Regions from separate parts of the Zea mays genome. Here region 2 is linked to region 1. Evidence: chromatin contacts called from public Hi-C data. All regions are on one chromosome and are shown on one strand. The core of a region is the stretch at or near the end of the contact, and the rest is flanking DNA. Distances in the headings are between cores, read along the strand shown. Region 1 holds the start of LOC110566978. Region 2 holds the start of LOC100272876.

Region 1 (6,697 bases), core at 2,916-5,415:
TACCAACTGTTGGTTGCTAAAGGTTAGGGACCAACGGTCAGTCGCTAAATCCTTTTGTAGCAACGATCGGTTGGTCGCTAAAAGTCTAGAAATTTAACAACTTAAGGTTGGTCGCTATAGATGTCGTCGAGGACTAGCGGTGGGTCGCTATAGAGCAAGGATCACTATCAAATCTTGTAACACTATAAAAGACATCAACTAAAAATAATGAATTTAGTTATTACGATAAATAGGGTAATAAATTTTTATTCAAATGTTTATTATTTATTTGCATTCGTAATAATTTATTCAAATGTTTATTATTTATTTGGTAAAAATTTTATGAATTTTTGAGTAATTTAAAAATGCATTTCGAAATAAATAAAAAAATAAAACCCTCCCTAACTCTAAGGCCCACTAGGGGCCCATCTACCTAACCTAGCAGCCGCCGCTCCCTGGCTTCTCTCCCCGCCACAGCCGTCGCCGCCTCCCTTCCCTCTTCTCTCTCCCCTCAACTCTCCTCATTCTCCACAGGCTGAGCAGCAGCCGCCCCATTCTGCGGTTCAATCACCGCCCACGCAGAACCCCTCCGCCCTCCGCTCCTTCCAGCTCGCTCTCTACCTGCACCAGCCTCGCTCGCCCTTTGCTCGCCGCCGCCATGGGGAGGGGAAAGTTCAAGGGAAAGCCCACCGGCCGCCGCAACTTCTCCACACTAGAGGAGATCGGTAACGACGCGCCCGCCCACCCCATGGTCCCATTTATAGGTCGAATTCGATTTCATATCTGGAGCGTGCCACGGTGAGCCTAGACGACTGCTTGATCTGATGATTTCGATGTGAGCTAGTTCTGGACCGGGTTTTGCGTGATCGAGCAGAACTCAAACCATTTATTTAGTAGCTGAGCTAGTTCGATTTAGAGGCTCAATGATTCACCTATTTGCACGTACCGTTTGGTTTGGGTACATAATTGTGCTTCAAAGGTTTAGTTGCTTTTTATTCATCCTGCAACGATGCACTGAGATAACTTGATGCTACTTTGCTCTTGGTTCAGATTTAGCTTTATTTCTCCTTCACTGTCAGAGATCTTCACGGAAAAGGGTTTTTGTGAAGATTAAACGCAATGATAAATCAATTAGCACACTATATTTGGCCTTAGATAAAGCTCTTTAGAGGCTGGATATAGGAAATAAATGCTACACTTAGCTTTCTTTTTTCATTAATTTCTACCTGGGGTATATATGTCTACTTCCTGTGGTTGTCCTGCTAAGATCATTTTTGGCTTGTTTCTAATAACTTCTTTATCCTCTAAATAATTGCAGCTGCTGGTACTTCAGGTCGCCCTCGCACCTTTATGAAGGTCTGTAATATCCATTCAATTAGTTTCATCCACATGATGAGTGCTACTTTTATTCCCCGTGACCCTTTGCCCTCCTATGATTCAAAATTGATTTCTTCATCACTTGCTTTGGATAATATTAAATACAGCCAACAGCTTTCTCCAATTCATATTCATACTGCCCCAAGGAAGATCACTTTCTAGAATGACTACATCGATTCAATAATTTTATGGAGTAATTATGTTTGGCGTCACCCGTGGAAGATTCAATTCATATCATGTTACTTATTGCAATTATCACTTGTCTTGCAGACAGGCAATTGAAAAAGAGAATTGATCTTTTTATGGGCGAAGTGTTGAAGATGGCTTTGGTGAAGGAAATGTCTTGTTAGCATCAAGTAAGTGGCAACATCACAACCCCTACAAGCTTGTGCCTTAAAACAAGAGGATACAAGAAGTTGGAGTGCTTTTGTGAAGGCTTTTGCGAATCACTTGAAGCGTTAGTACTTTTGTGAATGATTTTTGTAAAGTGTTTGCAAATATGTGCAAAACATAATAACATGTGTAGGTTTTGCGAATGATTTTGTTGTGGTGCTTGTTGATGGTTTATGTGATGTGGATCTATCATTGTGCAATACTAATTAAATTTGTATATCTATGTGATTATGTGTATAAAAATTGGTGATTTGTGATGCTTTTGTATATATAACAGTTGTTGAATACAAATTAATGGTATATTATCATTATTAACGCCTATAACTAGGGGTAACTTTCTGTTGGTTGCTAAATATATAGTATAATGACTCATGATTGGTTGCTAAATCTATAGTACAACAACCCACAGTTGGTCGCTAAATATACAATATTAGCAACAGACGGTCGGTCGCTAAAGCCTTTAGCGACGGCACTTACAGCGACCATCCTTATGGGTCGCTAAAAGTTTTTAGCGACCAACCGTAGGTCGCTGAAGGCTGTTTTAGCAACCAACTGTAGGTCGCTGTAAGTGAACCGTCATGTAGTGCAACACCAACACATAATTATTAAAATAACTACAAAAGTTGTTATATAACTCTTGTGTGTAAATTGTGTTCCTATCAAGTACATTTTAGAAGACTCCCAACTCTTCATCCATCGATGTGTTGTGTAATTTAGCAGCAAGAAAGGTCTTTCAAAGTAGATTTTGATTTTAAATTCACCTCACAATGTATTTTCTATTACCAAAAAAGCTGCTTCATGCTAAAATCACTTCGAATAGAAGTCTATAATTTGAGTAATTATTGGTCTTACGAAATTTGACTTTTCTCAGTTAAAATATGTCCTTAGCATTATTGGACGGGAGAGAATTTACCATGTCCCAAAAAGGCTGTTAGACCGTATCGAGTAGACCGTTTCGAGGTCACCAAAAATATTATTTTACAATATAGATTACAGTATCTTAGTGTATTTTGAATATGGAGATGAAGATGAGAAAACTACTGAAGATAGCTTTGGGACTAGTTTAGAAACAAAAGAAGCCAAACCCAAAGAGTAAAAATATCTTGAACCATCGTGTGCATTGACTTTGTGCGAGTGTCTACACGTAGAAGACACAGGCTGTATAGGTGGATACAAAACAAGCCATTTCAAAGCTATTTAGTTGCATCTGCCTATACGACCAAAATTAGCTTACCTGGCCGAAGAGGCTCGCGCCCGTCTGGTTTGCTGTGCTCAGCCAACCAATTAGCGGGTATATGTCTTAATTTCTCAAACAATTTGCAAGCACACATATAATAAGCACTGTTTATATCATGATTTGCCGGACGTACTTAACATGAAGCAAGTGAAAGCTACGCAAGCCATAAAACTAAAGGGCTGATCATGTTATTTATTGGAGGACAAGCAGTGGCTCCACACAAATTAGCAGCAACAAGAACTAGCGTGGTCAGCAATGTCGTCTCAAAACGAAGAACAACAAATCGAAAACTGCACGCTGCGACACGATACATCGACCGAGCAATATAATCGTTGCCGCGGGATATTTATTGAGAAACCAACAAATGCAGACACGCTGCCTGGTCGTCGTCTACTTGGGTGCGAAGTTTGCCTTGATGTGCTCGACCTCCCCGCTGCCGACCCGGAATGCCTTGGCGAGGATGTCGGTGGGCACGGGCGGCGTGGCCCCGAAGAGCGTCATGGCGATGGCCTGCGTGCCCTGGAGCTGGCTGTTGAAGGCGGCGACGACGGCGGCGGGGCCGTGCCCCCTGTTCTGCTGGAAGTGGACGAGGCCGCGGGGGAAGACGAAGACGTCCCCCGTGGCGACGGTCTTGCTGAGGAGCCTGTTGGCGGTGGTGAGGAAGCCGACCTCGAGCGTGCCCTCGAGGACGAAGATGATCTCGGTGGCGCGCGGGTGCGTGTGCGGCGGGTTCTGGCCGCCCGGCGCGTAGTCGATGCGCGCCATGGAGACGCCCAGCGTGTTCACCCCCGGGAACTTGTCCACGTTGGCCGCCGTCACCGCGGAGCCCGCCGGGTTGTTGGTGTTGCCCGGGCTCCTCAGCCCGTCGAAGAAGAAGTCGTCCGCCGAGACGTTCGCCTTGCACGGGAACCCGTTCAGCTTGACCGCTGCACGCATGGCGGCCGGCATGGGTCAGCAGGAGCAGCACAGCAAGTGGGGCAACAGAGACCAGTTCCAGGATGAAGTAGTGGCAAGAAACACTCACGGGAAGCGTAGTCAGCCACGCAGACGTCCTGGAGCATGTCCGGGTCGCCGGCGAGCGCGAGGGCGACGGCGCAGGCCGCGGCGACGACGTAGAGGTGGATCCTCGCCATGACCGGCCGGTCAGTGCTTCCTTAGTCTGCACGTTGGCGAGCGATGGGTAATGCTGCTGATGAAATGGATCGATCACACTAGGGGCCTGTACTTATAGGCAAGGGAGAGTGACCAGTCGTTGTGACTGGAGCTCTGGAACCACCGGGGAAGGCGACCACGGGCCGGCCGGGGTAGGAAAAGAACTTGCAAGGACAAACACGATCACAAGACGCCAGCTTCCCGTCTGTTAAGATGGGAGCATCGAGAATTCGAGATAGTGTTAATTAAGCAGCGTGGCTGCATGGGTGAACTGCTTGCTACACAACATGCCCGGTGATTATTGGGGGCCACCGCTTCTAGTTTCGTCGTCCGCCTTGGTTTCGCCATCTATCTACGCGTAATTTCTCGCTCCGTATGACGTCCGTCCTCGCGTGGCGCCTTGGTCCTCCCAAGTCATGCCATTAATTAATTACCTTGGATGCGGGGAGACAGCGCCCTAATTGCACGGTCCTCGATCGCACATGCGATGGAGCACAAACCAGTTGGCTTCCTAGGCCTAGCACATGCATGGCAGCCAGTACCATTTTCCAGGAGATTGTTTCAGGATCACGTTACATGCGAGTGGTGGTAGTAACAGTATTATGAGAGATCAGACTGATTGATCTCTGTACGCGTATAATGGAAGATTAGGTTGGCCAAACTGAGCTGGATATATGAGGAGAACAGTAGGAGGAGTACATGCATGCGTGTGTGTGTATATATATATATATATATATATATATATATATATATATATATATATAGTTTAGGTATTAGAAGCCCTAGGCTCTCTCTAACTAGAGAAAGCCCTGACCCTCACCCGACCAGCCCACAAGATGTTTCAGATGCACCATCTGATCCATTTAATATAACGCCAACAGACTTTTATGCTTTGTTGTACACAAGTTTACGTTTATTTTGTCATACTGTCTGAAACCGCCTCCTGTACTATCATATAAAACCGACCGCGACGACTGCTTTGCCCGAGAGGACTAGAGTTTCAGCGGCGGCGGCTGCCGAGCCCCATTCCCCGATCTGAAGCACCTCAAACCACCGCTCTGCCCAGATCCAGATCCACCCAGCTACTGCGGCGAGCCCATGGGGATGGTGGTGGCGGAGGACCCCGCCGCCGCCGCCCTCCGACGTGGCCTCCGCTGAACCCGATGTCACGTCTTTGGACGTCCCCACCCCACCGGCCTCCTCCTCGCTGTCGCCGCGGTCTGCCTCCAAGGCGCGCTCGTTGGCTGCGGCAGATGGGCTCGCCTCTGGGGTAGCCGCACTCAGCTTCGAGGATCCTGTTGGAGCCTGCGTCGGAGAGGACGGGTATGATTACGGCAGGGAGACTTCGTGGAACACGCCTGCCGGTACTGTGGGATCCATAATCCTGCATGCGTGGCTAGGTGCAACGTGCCCTCCTGCCGCAAGTGGTTCTATAACTCGCGGGGGAACACCTCTGGCTCCAACATTGTCAACCACCTGGTTTGTTTACTTATCTTTTTTAATGGCATAGCTCAGTTAGAATTTAAGACCACCTGGTTCATCATTTTTATGTTTTTCGATCGAGCAAATTTGAGAACTCTGCGTGGTTGAATGGTGATGGATAATCGTATATATACAGATCATGCAAAAGGAGGACCAAAAACGCTCGGCACCTGTTTGTTGTTTTGTCCAAATAAATTTTTGGTGCTGCATACAATGTGAGTTGCTGCAAATCTATGCCTTCAGTTTGCATTTACGATTCAGAAATCGTTACTCACGACCACTGATGCAAAACAAACAAGTTCATGCAAACTCAATTGACTTTTTATACATGAGTTAGACCATTAAGGCTTGTAACACGAGTATCTTAATCCATCGTACTCTGTGATATATGCAGTTAACCAATCTAAAAATAATAGTTTCTATAGGATGGAGGGAGTATGCATTTGCGTGTCATCTCATATATTGAATATTTTGGATGGACAGACTGCATCGTCAGATGTCACTACCACTAATGCTGTAGCGCATGATTTCTCTAGAAAAATTGGACTTCGTGTATTCCTCCACTGCAGTTGTACTACTGTAGTTGGGTCTCCATGAACCATATACCCCGCATTCAATATAGAGAAATGTTAATTTTATACTATTAAAAAATTTCATTCACAAATTTGTATCATTCTAATATATGTCGATAGTTATTTACATAGTATTTCAATGCAATTTATGCAGATCAGAAGCTTCGTACATGCAGGCAATGAAATTTTAACTCAGTACAACAGAGATTGACCAATATTGTGATAGCGTGAACAAAGCCACTAGAAAATTGCACAGAAACAACTTGAACTCATTGATACGTTTGTAGAGATGATTGACTACATGATGGCTCCGGATGGGACGGTGATCCCACAAACTCTCCAACCCAACGATTTACTCGTAATGCTACTATTCACCTGCATTTTTTTGGAGGTACAATATATTTTTTATTTCAAACACTCCATATAAACCTGCTACATGATCTAAATATTTTACAATTGGTGCACTGTGACGACTGATGACAACATAAAACCCGTGGTTGCATGC
Region 2 (6,697 bases), core at 2,872-5,371, 150 kb before region 1:
CATTAAAAACCAGCCCTACTAGATCTTTGTCTGCGACATGGATTTAAAAGCATCGGTTTCTAGTGTCCCAAAACCTTCGGATATAATCATTAAATGATTCTTCATATCCTTGTCGGACTAAGGCCAAATTAGCCAACAGTAATTCATATTCCCCAGAAAAAGAAATGCTCATGAAACTTACTTTCTAAATCATTCTAGAAATTAATGAAATTAGCAGGCAGGGCGGCGTACCATGCAAAAAGCAGTACCAGTAAGGGATAGAAAAAATAAACGAACACGAAAGGCTTTCCCATCAGCCAATTTGTCTAGGTGTGCTAGGAACTGGCCTATATGCTCATGTGTGCTTCTACCACTTATACCAAAAAATTGGAAAACTTTGGTATCCTTGCCCCTTGAGGGTATGAGACAGTGTCGAACTGGTGATCATATGACTTTTGATATGATTGCCCTACTTTGGCAACACTAACTCTGAGCCTATCTCAAAATAGTTCAGCCATCTCTTCCATAATTTTCTCCATTGCGCTAGGTGGCAGACCACCAGACCCTAGGCTATGGGTCCTATTTGGTCGGGCGTTGCTATGTCGACCTTCCTGCCGTCATCGATCGAGAATGTTGATTGACCTGTTATCATATGGTGCACCGTGGTTTAAATATGTAGGGGATAGAATGCACAGCTGCTGTGGTGCGTAATAAATTGGTGCATAGTGTGCAACAGTAGGTTCTACGTATGCATATCCGGACCGACGCGATGTTGGACCGTTCGATGATAAATCTGGACTGTCCTGTTGTGTTTGCTACTATCGAGGCGCCATGTGGTGGTCATGGTGTAGCCACGGACTGTTCGACAGGGATAGCTGAATGGTCTAGGTAAGGGCCGAACGGTCTAGGTAAGGGCCATACTGTTTGGGCAAAGGCTCAGACGGTCCGATCGTGTCCAGGGGCACCGATCTGCCAAGCAGCGACGACAGTGGTGGTATTTGCCTTGGATATGAGTTCATCAGTACTATATAATGGGTGGGGTTGCGGATCCCCATTTGTTGCCGATGTATTAGACATAGACATCCTATTACTAGTTTCAATTGATTGAAAACTAGGAGCGACAAATTTCTCCATCGAACGTGTTAATTTTCTAATTGATTCTTCCAACCATCCAATTTGTTGTTTCATTTGATTCTGCTACTTATCTACATACTGTTTAAATATTTTGGTGCCAAATATGATGGATGAAATGCTAGTTAGAGGTCATGCATAACGCCGAGATGAAACTACTACTTTCCTTCATCATTATCGTATGAGGGTTTTCTTTATGGTTCTTGATAAAATATGTGTTGAGATGAATCATCGATTTGGAGAATCAACTATTGAGATATGGACATGCTTTTTATGTCTTCATCCAAAGAATAATAACTTCTCTAGGTTTCATATAGATAGCCTTGTTCGGGTTGCTCAAATTTATGATGTTGATTTCTATACTAGTGAGATTTTGTAAATTAGACAAGACTTATATACTTAAAGTGAGAACGCATGTAACATTCTCTACCTACACAGATATTGCTAGTTGTCTTTTAAGATGGTTATGACAGAGAAGCATATGGTTTTTTTATTGATTTATAGATACATTAAATTGGCATTAACATTCCTGGTGTCTACAGTGAGAATTATCAAAAACTTATTTAATAAATGAGATGGTTGGTGATTGGTTCAATCATTTGATGGTATGCTACATCGAGTGGAAACTATTTATAATGTGTTTGGTTTGAGGAATGAGCTAACTCATCATCTTCTCACTCCTCTCTTTTTTTGTTTGGTTTGTGGAATGAAATGAGTTGATCCATCACCATCTCAATTCTCATAGTTACTTAGTTAGTACTAATATGAAGAATTTGGCCAACCCACCAAATTTGAGAGATAAATTCATGATGCACCACATCATTTTGGAGTTCCTCAAACCAAACACTCGTCTTACTCTTTTTTATAGTTGAGCGAAATCACATGGCGGCCGTATATTAAATTGACTGTTGGAGTGCATTCAAATTACAAATGCGCTTCAACTTCAAATCACTAAACCATGGCTGAAACAAAAAAACAAAGCAAATTTTATCTTCTAGTACTACGAGATCATATTCTAGTGGATATTTACTACTAAAAATGTGCCGCAACTTGCATTAAATTCATTCAACAGGATACACACACGTGAGTGCATATGAGATTCTAGTTGGTAGTAAGATCATGCTCAGTAGTAAGGAGTTTGCCCGGATCTTTGAATAATAAACAACGCGGCGCACAGATTAGCGCAATCATTTATATATGCCCTTGATAATTTGTATTACTATACTTCTATGGCTTTGAAGTACCTAAAATTACATCAGTAACTGTCTCCTTCAAAAATGAGAAACAATTCAATAATGTAAAGCATTCTCCATCACGAGAAGAACCAAATATGCCTACGCTATGTAGCAGAGGAATGGAGCTATCATACATACTCATATAGAGCTTCGTTCAGCGCCGCACAAAGTGTGCTGATAACAATGGATTTACATCATCTACCGAATCTTTGCAGCCTCCTTCGGCGTATCTCATCAACTGTGAGTTCTCCAGTACCTCCAGCCTGATGATACTGCCTCAGCGAAAAATCATGGTCCTCTCGTGCAGTGCTGCACATCTCACAGATATCTGTGGAAACTGAGTTGTCATAGGTGCAGGCTGGGCATCTCCATAGACCTCGAGGAGTATCTCTTGCTGATTGCCGGCGCCCAACCCTGCCCCGGCCTCTAAAGCGTCCCTGTGGATGGGCAGACCATAGAAGATTCTGCGCAAATCTTACTGGCCAGGTCACGACTTTGGTAATGCTTGACACCAGAAGAGTGAGGGGATCTGGCCCATTCAACGCCCGCTTCAGCCAAAGGTAAACCAATCCAGCAAGTATTCCACTGAGATGGCCAAGAAAAGATGTGCCAGGAATGAAGACCTGGATGAGGATCAACTCAGCCCAGGCAGCGTATTTCGCCGGAATGACCATCCCATGCAGATAGACAAAATCTTCTGACCAGGCGTTCAGCACAACCTTCATGGCAAACAGAACACCAGAGAACCCAACCGCGTATTGGTCGTAGTACGCAGTATAATCACCAAGCAAGAGTAGGCCTTTGGACAAGAGCAGCGCGATGCCCTGTGACAGCCCAAGCAATGCAGCAACCATGGAAGCGAACTCGACACTACCCATGGATGTTTCAAGCTGAATACCCTTCCATAGGAGCGATGTCATATTGTAGAACAGGTGGCTTTCGCTCAAGTGGTAGAATGGTGACAAGAAGAAGCGCACCAAGTCGCCATTCTGCAAAAGTGTTAAATCACAGTTAGTTAGTTTGCGAACTTAGAACTGGTCAACTGAATACACTGCTATGTGCTATGCCTATATGTGTGATTTGCTATGGGGAATCATTGGGGGCGATGGTGTAGTAGCAAATTTGTAAGTGGACCAATCTCATTATTATTGGTGGCGGTTATTCTTCCCCCTTGTCTACCACATACCCCCAACAACTGCAAGTCTGCTGCAAGTCGCGGTCTCGCAGATCAACAGAAAAACAGGGGTGGGATTTCGATACGTGTACAGGAATTTCGTTTTCTAACTGCGCTACGGATGAGTAGGTAAGATTGGGTACCTCGACGATGAGCCGCGGATTGAAGGAGACGCGTGTGACAGAGGGCAGGATCCCGTCGAGCGCCCCGGGACGGAGATAGATGAGCGCGTTGCCGGCGAGCAACGCCGCCGTCACGGGCGGCCGAGAGGCGCCCGCGCGGCCGTACTCGATCAGAACCTGAAGCGCCAGCAGTGGGAGCATCCCTCCCGACGCCCCTGCGCCGAAACCGCGCCGCCGGCCGCGGCTCATGCCGGACCCCATCTCTGCTTCCACAGTCACACGCAAACTCTCTGCTATCCAATTCTCTCCTTCGGTGGCTTCCTATCGCTTTGCGAGTACCATGGTCCTTTTATCAGTTGGGGGGAATTTCCGTGTCTTTCTTCGGGCGCAAGGGAAGGAATGGATGGCGGCGAGGCGACAGGCGATCGAACCTTCCAGATGACTCTGGCTGCCGCGCCGCCCCCAATTCGCTTGGTCTCGTTCTCGTTTCCTTTTTTTCACACTTGTCTATTTTTCTTCTTCTTCATATTTATAGTACAATGCTCTTTCGGTGTACCGTCATATTTGATAAGTAACTCTAGCAAACAGTTTGGACGAAGTGCCCTTAATCATTATACTAGGTACTTGTCCGTGCGATGTCACGGAACATGATTATAATGATGACGACAAAATCCGTGATTAAACATAGATACATAACGATATAAATACATAATATTATTATAAATATTTTGATCCAAATATTATTATAAATAACGTACAGAGGGATGTCACTGTCGCGATAGTGAATTCCTCTGTGTGTTATTTCTTAGACACCGACATGGGTAAGCCTGGCCCAGATATGCGTGATCAATCTTGTTTCTGCCGAGATTAGGCACCGACGACTACAATATGTGCCCTAGAGTAAGAAAAATAATCCAAAACTCAGCGGTTAGAATTCTATTGCGATAGGCGATCGAACCTTCCAGATGACTCTGGCTGCCGCGCCGCTCCCAATTCGCTTGGTCTCGTTCTCGTTTTTTTCCGTACTTGTCTATTTTTCTTCTTCTTCATATTTATAAGTACAATGCTCTGTCGGTGTTATACCACACCGTCATATTTGATAAGTAACTCTAGCAAACGATTTGGACGAAGAGCCCTTAATCATTATATTGGTTCCAAGTAGAAGTTACAACACATCAATCTAAACATGTTGCAACCAAGAAGTTTAGGAATTCAAAATAATAAGTCTTTATGATGGTAAAGATTTATGGGATCATACCTCTTCTATTCCTCTTTACAACGCAGGACGAGTGTCCTGACGGGCCAATGGTCGACGCAGGCAGCATGGAACGCGTGCGTGAAGGCCGACATCACACGTCTTCGCTCCTCGACGCGTGCAACATCAAGTCACACAGGGTATGAGGGAGAGTCGATGACAGTCTCATCGTCGGTGCAGCCACACGTGGAGGGGAAGGCGAAGCTCAGGAGGCGGCGGATGTCGGCAGGCAAGAGCCTGACGCTGAGAGGCAGCGACGAAGGGACATGGTCGAGCGATAGGATGTGGTAGCAGTTGCCACGATGGTGGCGGAAGGCACACACGGCGAGGACGAGGACAAGGAGCAACAAGGCGGACACGATAGCGAAGAGAATGACTGCGAGTGCAGCCGCCTGCAAAGGGAGTGGTAGGAGGTGCACGCCAAAGCATGGCCGGTGGCGCGCGCCCCGTGCTTGGCTTCTCTTCCCTGTCCTAGGGCGACCTCGAGCACGGTGGCACGTCGGCTTCGACCGGAGCGAGTGGGGCCATTTGGATGAGGTTATCGTCATCCTTGGCGTGGCTCGCGCGCTCACGTACACGGGAGCAGGTGGGTAGGGTTTGGTGAACGAGATGGAAGATGCGATGCGAGATTGGGTTGCAACAGTTGCCTTTTGAGGTGAATGGAAGGACCACTAGTTGATTACAGTGAAATATAAGGGTTTTTTTCAAAAGTGTTGACGCACAACGATGGTGGAGACGATGGAAACTGATGCTTTATATAGTAGAGATATAACAAGGCAGAACTTAAGATCTACAATTCTATTACATGACAATAATACATTATAATTTATACTAGGTGATGAAAGTCTAATATAAAATATTTTAAGTCCTCGTGATTAGGACACTATAGTTCAATTAACCTGTCTGACTCTTCAAATTAGTTGCAGGTTTGGTAGCCCATAGATAGTCCACTCCCAAAGGAGTCTTCGCTATCAGAAGGGCGACCTTGAGAAGACAAAACCACCCTCGCATGGGCTTAGAGGCATGGAACAAATGTGAGGAGGCCTAGCCAAAACTATTTCCTCTGCGGTTGTCCCAAGCTTGGCTCGTGGTGATGGTGATCAACCTCCTTAGACTAAGCCGCAAGCCAGCCTCAAAATCTGCCAAATGCTCAACATGCTTGATAGAAACCACAAAGAAGGGTCACGTTTGTGAAAGGGAAATGTGCCCTTGGGCCATTTCTAAGTATTTTGGTGATTGAGTGCCAACTCAAGTGCTTAAATGTGAATTTATGCAATTGATGAATAAAGTGCAAATCAAGAGAAAAGGTATGTTTCTAAGTCTTAGTACATTGGTTTTGTGTACTAATATACTTGTCTAAGTATTGGAAACAGGAAGAAAAAGAAAGGGAAAGAGGTGGCTGTGTACAGCCAAGGGGCTGTTTCGGTCTGGGGCAACGGACTGTCCGGTGGTGCACCGGACAGTGTCCGGTGCGCCAGGCTGCCTCGGCCGAAGAGGCCGCTCTCGGGAATTGGCTGACGGCGTACGGCTAAAATTCACCGGACTGTCCGGTGTGCACCGGACTGTCCGGTGTGCACCGGACTGTCCGGTGAGCCAACGGTCGGCCAGGGCCAACGGTCGGCCGCGCGATCTGCGCGAGACACGTGGCCAAGCCAACGGTCGGAAGGGGGCACCGGACTGTCCGGTGTGCACCGGACATGTCCGGTGCGCCAACGGCTCCCGCATCTGCAACGGTCGGCTTCGCCAAATAAGGAAAGGAATCGGGCACCAGACACTGTCTGGTGTGCACCGGACTGTCCGG

What was found. A called contact is a pair of places that touch in the nucleus more often than the background predicts.
Region 2: a Hi-C map of tassel shows a contact between it and region 1, with 1.9 times the contacts expected there. The contact joins the promoter of LOC100272876 here to the promoter of LOC110566978 in region 1. A contact is called at or near these places in 5 of 25 Hi-C or Micro-C datasets (ear, leaf and tassel).

The regions. Positions count from the first base shown.
Region 1 is chr8:1,468,155-1,474,851 of Zm-B73-REFERENCE-NAM-5.0, reverse strand. It overlaps LOC110566978, which reads right to left and starts at 4,165. Exons shown (of 2, transcript NM_001353021.1): 1 at 4,011-4,165; 2 at 3,154-3,912. The coding sequence starts at 4,119. The coding sequence ends at 3,377.
Region 2 is chr8:1,615,308-1,622,004 of Zm-B73-REFERENCE-NAM-5.0, reverse strand. LOC100272876 reads right to left here and starts at 4,121. Exons shown (of 2, transcript NM_001147329.1): 1 at 3,663-4,121; 2 at 2,308-3,334. The coding sequence starts at 3,902. The coding sequence ends at 2,540.